2 separate regions of the Rattus norvegicus genome follow, and region 2 is linked to region 1. The links are chromatin contacts, called in public Hi-C maps. All regions are on one chromosome and are shown on one strand. Each heading gives the region's core, a stretch centred on a gene start, on an enhancer-like site or on the middle of the called end of the contact. The rest is flanking DNA. Distances are from core to core; before and after follow the strand shown.

Region 1 (3,069 bases), core at 87-2,586:
AGAACCTTTGAGTAAGAGGAAAGGTACCTGACTTCAAATATGAGACTTGTTTTTCAGCGGTTATGTGCACCTTGGATGCAATTCCTCTCAGGATCATAGGGTCGTTGTTATAAAGTGGGCAAGGTAACTTTCTTGTTAACCCTGAGTTGACAGAGGTTTACCTGCTGCTTACTTCTCTTTCTCCATCCCTTTCCACCTATGAGTTAACCTCCTTTTTTGGCATCAGCAACCCTTTAAAGAATCAGGTCTTTTTTGCAAGGGAAGGGCACAGTGGAGGTGGTTGGTTTAATGACCATCTCCTCTCCTGGGGAGCCCAGTTGGCAGAGGGAAGCACTCAAGTTTGTCATAAATAAGTAGGTCCTTGTTCTCACTCTGTCAGGAAGAAGCCTGGGCCCTGATTGATGTGGCCCATTTGGGCAGCAATGGGAGCCCGGAAGAATGCTCACTGGCAGATGTGCTTGTAAAGATTCACATAAACCCCAGCCTGGCTGGGAGCCAAGGTCTTGGTCATCCTTGCAAGAATTGCTCTGGCGTCTCTAAGAGGAGAGAGAAACTTTTTGCCAGGTGAGAAGTAGAGACCGGCCTGTGGGATGCCCAGTGGAGAATAAGCTCTGGATAATGGTAGAGAGGGAAACTACCAGAATTTTCTGTGGAATTTTTACAAGGCTCACTTTCTCTTTCCTTTTTCTTTGTCAGAACATCCAGGAGTGGACTCAGCCTACTCAAGGCATTGTGGGAATATGCTTGAACTGGCATGAACCACACAAGAGTTGTTGAATATTTAACTTGTTTTTGGTCAAAACTAAACAACTGTGTGTTAAAATTATGTTCACCCTGGAAAAACATTACACATAAGAGAACTGTCTGCGTCTCTCTGGTTAGCAACAGTGGATGTTGGAAGGAATAAGAAAAGAGGGAGGAAGGATGTGGGGGAAGAGCCCAAGACAAAACTGCTGACTTCAAGATCTGGCTGACCCAACTCTTAATTCCCTCAAGGGAGAAGTCTTTAAGATTTGTTAACTTAGCTCAAGATACAGCTTGAAGCTTTTTGGGCCCATGGCCACCTCTACCCACTCTCCACTTGTGAAGCTGCCTCAAAGCATTAGTCCATCAGTAAGTTCCCTCTCCTCTGCTGGTCTTTTGTCTAGCTGAGCTTGAGGCTGCCTTGCAACTGTCAGCCAGTGGGACCTGATACTTCCCTAGGAGGAAGTAAAAGTTGCAACCACTTCTTCTTCACCTTCTTCACAGCATCTGGGCATCCCACCTCAACATCTGTGCTAGTAGACAAGTCAAGAGAGCTAGGAAAATATGTCATAGTCTTTGTGGGAACTACAGACTTTCTAGGAGTCATTCTTCTCTCCTGACAGTTCCTACCTTGATCTTTGTGAGAGGAGAAAGGCGGAAGGAGAAAGAGAGAAAGAAAGAGGGACAGGAAAAGATACCAGAAACACCTAAAAGAAGGGGGAGCCTCTAAGAAGGGAGTCAGAGAGAAGTTCATTCCCAGATCGGAAGCTTCTGACATGACGAGCCTGCATCCATCCTAGACGTAGATTGCAGTATATGAAATTATATTGCAGTGTAGTGAAATTCAGACGAGTCCTAGAAAGAGCATACCTTCTGTTCACTGGGGTTAGAGGGTGGGCATGAACTTGAGACTGGTAGTTACTGTAGCATGTTTATAAAGAAATCAACCTTATGGAATAGAATTGATTTATTAGACACATTTATAGTGTCCAGTTTCACAAGTGCTAGCATTGTCTACAGTCAGGATGCTAACAATGAATAGATCTATTACCTCTGTGATTCTTTTGTAAGATTGTTTTTAATTAAACTTCCTTTATTTTACTGAGAATTTCATACATGAGAACCGTATTTATGTCATCTTAGGTTCTCCATCTGCCCCTTCAACTCCTCTCACTTTCCCTTCTTTTGTAAAAATTGCCTATGACTCATCCCTATACATCTATAATCACAGTTATGCTTGTCTAGCTTCTTTGATCTAGTAGGAATATCTAGAGATTCAGTCATGTTGCTGCTGTATTACTAATCCATTTTTCTGTTATAAGGCTCTACAATACATTCATACAACAATTTATCCGCTTACTCATTGGTGGTCCTTTTTGTTATATCTGAATTAAAATTATTACATATGAAATTTGGCATGACTATTCATACCTAAGCTACTGTAGGGTCATTCCTATATGCTCGGTGGACTAGTCACCAAACTATTCTTTGAAGTCATTGTACTATCTCATCAGTACAATAGTAGTGTATAGGAATTCAGGGTCTCCACATTCTTGCTAACAATTAGTATTTTAATTATAGCCATTTTAGTATATTTAATGTCTTTCCATCATACTTTAAAAATCCTTAATGATGATAAACATGCTTTTATATGCATATTGACTATCTATATATATAATTTTTATAAAATATCAGTTCAAATGTGTTCTCCATTTTTTATTGTTTGGGAATTTCACACACGAATATAATGCATTCTGACCAAATTTATCCAACACGGTCTTCTATCTAATTCCTCCCCTACCTCTGACCACCTTTCCCTTCAAGCCTTATGTGATATTTTTCTAAACCCACTGAATCCACTTAGTGCTGACTGCATGGGCATAGGTGTCTGTCATTAGCCATATCGCTGAAGAAAACTGGCTTTCTACCAGTATCCAACAATTGCCTGTATCTCCTAAGCTATGGACTGGGATTTCATGAGTCTGTCCTCAATTCATGATGTGAATGTGGTGGCCTGGTCTTGTGAGGAGCTTCTGTATGTAGTCATCAATATTGTAGTTCATGTCTATAATTGTTATAGCTGACAAATACTGTTTACTGTAGTGGTCTACTACCTCTGGTTCTTACAATCCTTTTACCTCCTCTTCCAAAATGACCCATGAGCAGTAGGGACAGGGGTGGGATATGGATACCCCATTTAGACCTGGGTACCCCACAGTCTCTTACTCTCTGCATATTGACCAGTGAGTCTCTCTATTAATCACCATCTACAACTACTACTACTACTACTACTACTACTACTACTACTACTACTACTACTACGAT
Region 2 (3,238 bases), core at 132-2,631, 300 kb before region 1:
AGGACATCCTTTTGAATGAAGTCACTGTAAGAATGTAATGTTAGACTCCAGCTGGCTGCTCCGACCTCAGCACCCGCAGCAGCTTTTCTCTCTCACAGATATGGACAGGCACCCCATTGAGACATTGTCCCAGAACCCCTAGCTAACAGACTTCCAGGCACAGGATCTCTCACCTGGAGAAACAAGATGCCATTAAAACTGCTACTGATGGTCACATGTCCTGCTCTCCATCTTGCCTTCTGCACGGGAATCAGAGAGCCTGGCTGACGGCTGGCACTGTGAAACCTACTCATTCTCAGAACCGGATAAGAAGAGACTCCCACTTCTGCCAGGTGGGCTCTTATCCCTCTCTTTAGAGCCCCAGCTAGGCTATTATTCATCTGTCTGTCTATCCATGGCATTAATGACTCTTCTAATAAACTCCATACCCCCAACAATCCATTTCAGTGTCCCTTTTGAGATCCCATCTGAGATAGTTCAATCATTTTCTTTTGGGGAACAGCCAAGCACTCTAACCTCCTCCAGAAGAAGGAAATTTCTTCAATGGCTTTATAACAGATCCTCATGTTAGTTAGTTCGTGGTTACTCTATTTACTTCCTTCCCCTATCATTTAAACTATGTAAAGTACCTAGTTGGTGTCCATTTGTCCAAAATTGGATTAGTTGAAAAGAGAGAGGTTTTTAATTTTTTTTCTTCAATCATAAGCCTAGAGTCTACTTAGAGAGGTAAGGCATGTAAAATCCTTGCAAGTAATATAGCAAGATGTATATGATCAATACCACGAGTCCAGGAAGTTAAAAGCACTGTGCTCCAGGGAGAGTCTGGTGGCTGGATGGGTGGGGAAGATTATAGTCTGAGAGAGGAAGCCACAAAAAGCTTCCTGGGAAATTTGAATGGAGTTGAGGTTTAAGAATGTTAGAGTTTGGAGAGGGAAAGGTGAGAGAGCTATGTGTGGTGTTTTTGCTGCACAGAGCTCACTGGGGCAGAGAGGGGGGGACTGCAGCATGGGTAAGGTACCCATTCTTCCAAGAAGCCTCTCCTTTATATCCCTGAGCCTCTTTACTCCCTGCTTGGGGATTTTTATGACCCCATCCATCTGTTTGCAGTCAGTCTCAGATTTGCTTTGAAATTCAAAAGCTGAAAGGGAAGTGTGATATTGGAGCCAGAGCAGCAGGCTGGGCTGATTTCTCCAGGAAGGAAGGAGTGCCTCATGAAGCAAAACTCACTACAGGCAGAGCACTTCTTGCTGGCTGGAGTCCCCAGGCAGTTAGGACCAGGGCGGGTGGTGGTGAGCCTGGGAGGAACTTCTAACCTGTCCTAAACCAGTAAGTCCTGTGGCCATCAATGTGAAGCCAAGCATGGAGACTAAGAGGCTGTCAGCAGGATCTTTGGTGTCTGATCTGGCCCCATCTGGCCAGTGTTTGTTTTCTCTCCCTGCTCTGGCAAACTGGCCCAAGCCTGCTGGGAGAGTTCACCTAACCTTCTATGCCTCCTTATTTCCCTAGCTCTGCTGCCACTCCCACATGCCTTCTTCAGAACTTCAATGTCATACAGAAGAAAGACTTCTTTGGTAAAAGTCAATCATTGATCAAGTCCAAGATCCACAGTCTGGACCTCCAAGTACTGCTCATTACTTTCCTGATGAAGAGTTTGGTGGAGCTCTAGTCAATCCTTCTACATCTGTCATTCACACAGAACCAGAAGTGTGACCTCCTGGGTGGTTCCCTCCTACCTGCCTTCCCATACTCCACCCACCATTGCATGGCTGCCTTTCCTACCGTTTAGTTCCACATACCTCAAGCCTGTTCTCTGCTCTATGGATGCTGACCTTACATCTCAGAGAAGCTCAACAGAGTCACACTGCCCAGGCAGAAAGCTCACGCAGGTGGCAGTTAGCTGGTAGGATTTACCACCTGATACAAATCATTATTTTTTTCTAAAGAAGAGATGATTTCAAAATCTGGCAGTTGAATTGAGAGGTTGGGAGGTAGAGAAAGAATTTTAGCCCCTTGAAACTAGACATCGCTTTGAAATTGTCTGCTCCAATCCTGCATTTTTTCCAGGGTGGAAACCGAGTCTCAGTCCTGATGGTTTTTATGAAGTCACTGGCAAAGCAGAACAGGAGGCACCAAGGGGGCCTGGACTAGCCTCTTGGAGTCTTTGAGCGAAGTTGCAAGGATTATGGGGCACCTACATTGTCTCTTTCAAGGGCCAGCCACCAGGGAACACACCGTTGTCAAGTTTTTAGATACTAACTAAGGATGCTCTCTTGACTGCTCACCATGCTGGCTTTGTAAAGGCAGACTTCATTTTCCTGGCTTCCTGGACTGAGGGTTCATGGACATGTTCAAGGACAAACTAACAGTAAGCAGCCACGGCGGGCCTTGGGACCCAGGCCAGATGTCCTTTGTAGTATTCCCTCATGCTACCTCCCTCACGCAAAGATGAACGTACAGTGTTCTTTAGTATGAACAGGCAGTGACGGGCACAGGGAAACAGGACAAATGCATGTTGGTTCTAGCCACCAACTCTCTGGGATCATTTCTCACAGCTGAGATGTGCTGAGCAGTGGCTGTTTCTTCAGACTTTGAGATTCAATGTCTTATGTCAGTGCAAACAGTTTAGCATGTCCTCTATGTTCTGGAAAAAAATCTTATGAGCAGTACCAATGCTTAAAAAAACCAAACTAAACCTGGTGCCTTAGCTGTAAGGAAAAAGTAGAAGGAAAGTAGTTTGAAACAAATGCCATTGTGATTTTGGTTTTGTTTGTTTGTTTTCAGACGACATTAAAGGTAGGTTTATTGGGAAGCTGCTCTCAAGCAGGCTGGGTGAGTTCACTGGCCCCAAGGAAGGAAGCCAGCAAAATTGCCAGGGTGCAGAGTGAGAGAAGAGAGGGGGAAGGAAGAAGAGGTGGAGGAGAAGGAGAAGGAGGAGCAGGAGGAAGAGGAAGAGGAGGAAGAAGGAGAAGAGGAGGAGGAGAAGAAGGAGAAGAAGAAGAAGAAGAAGAAGAAGAAGAAGAAGAAGAAGAAGAAGAAGAAGAAGAAGAAGAAGAAGAAGAAGAAGAAAGAAGAAGAGAGGTAGTTTTGTTTGTTAATGTTTGTGGCCAACACCACTTGTGGAACTAACACAGTGGACAAAAGTTTGCACATGTCTGTTGAAATAGCTAAAATATGTGTGAGCAGGGGCAGGTACACGTGTCTCTCACACCATCATAACCTCTGTAGGGCAGTACTGGAA

Evidence for each region. Hi-C and Micro-C count contacts between places; a contact is called where the count stands out from the background.
Region 2: a contact with region 1 is called in a Hi-C map of kidney, with 2.3 times the contacts expected there. The contact joins two enhancer-like sites. A contact is called at or near these places in 12 of 12 Hi-C or Micro-C datasets (the A7r5 cell line, the Rat2 cell line, Schwann cells and 7 more) and 1 of 1 datasets of contacts at active chromatin or transcription factors (oligodendrocytes).

What each region holds. Positions count from the first base shown.
Region 1 is chr5:133,086,673-133,089,741 of GRCr8, reverse strand. No RefSeq gene overlaps it. Among named protein-coding and RNA genes, the nearest start is that of Skint10, 40 kb to the right of the region's middle. Within about 2 kb of position 1,336, at least 2 of the 93 cell types and tissues checked have an H3K27ac peak or open chromatin away from gene starts, as enhancers often do. A contact at or near this core is called in kidney, where this site is marked.
Region 2 is chr5:133,388,059-133,391,296 of GRCr8, reverse strand. Trabd2b (TraB domain containing 2B) reads right to left here. Exons shown (of 8, transcript XM_006238601.5): 7 at 1-24. Among named protein-coding and RNA genes, the nearest start is that of Trabd2b, 210 kb to the right of the region's middle. Within about 2 kb of position 1,381, at least 5 of the 93 cell types and tissues checked have an H3K27ac peak or open chromatin away from gene starts, as enhancers often do. A contact at or near this core is called in kidney, where this site is marked.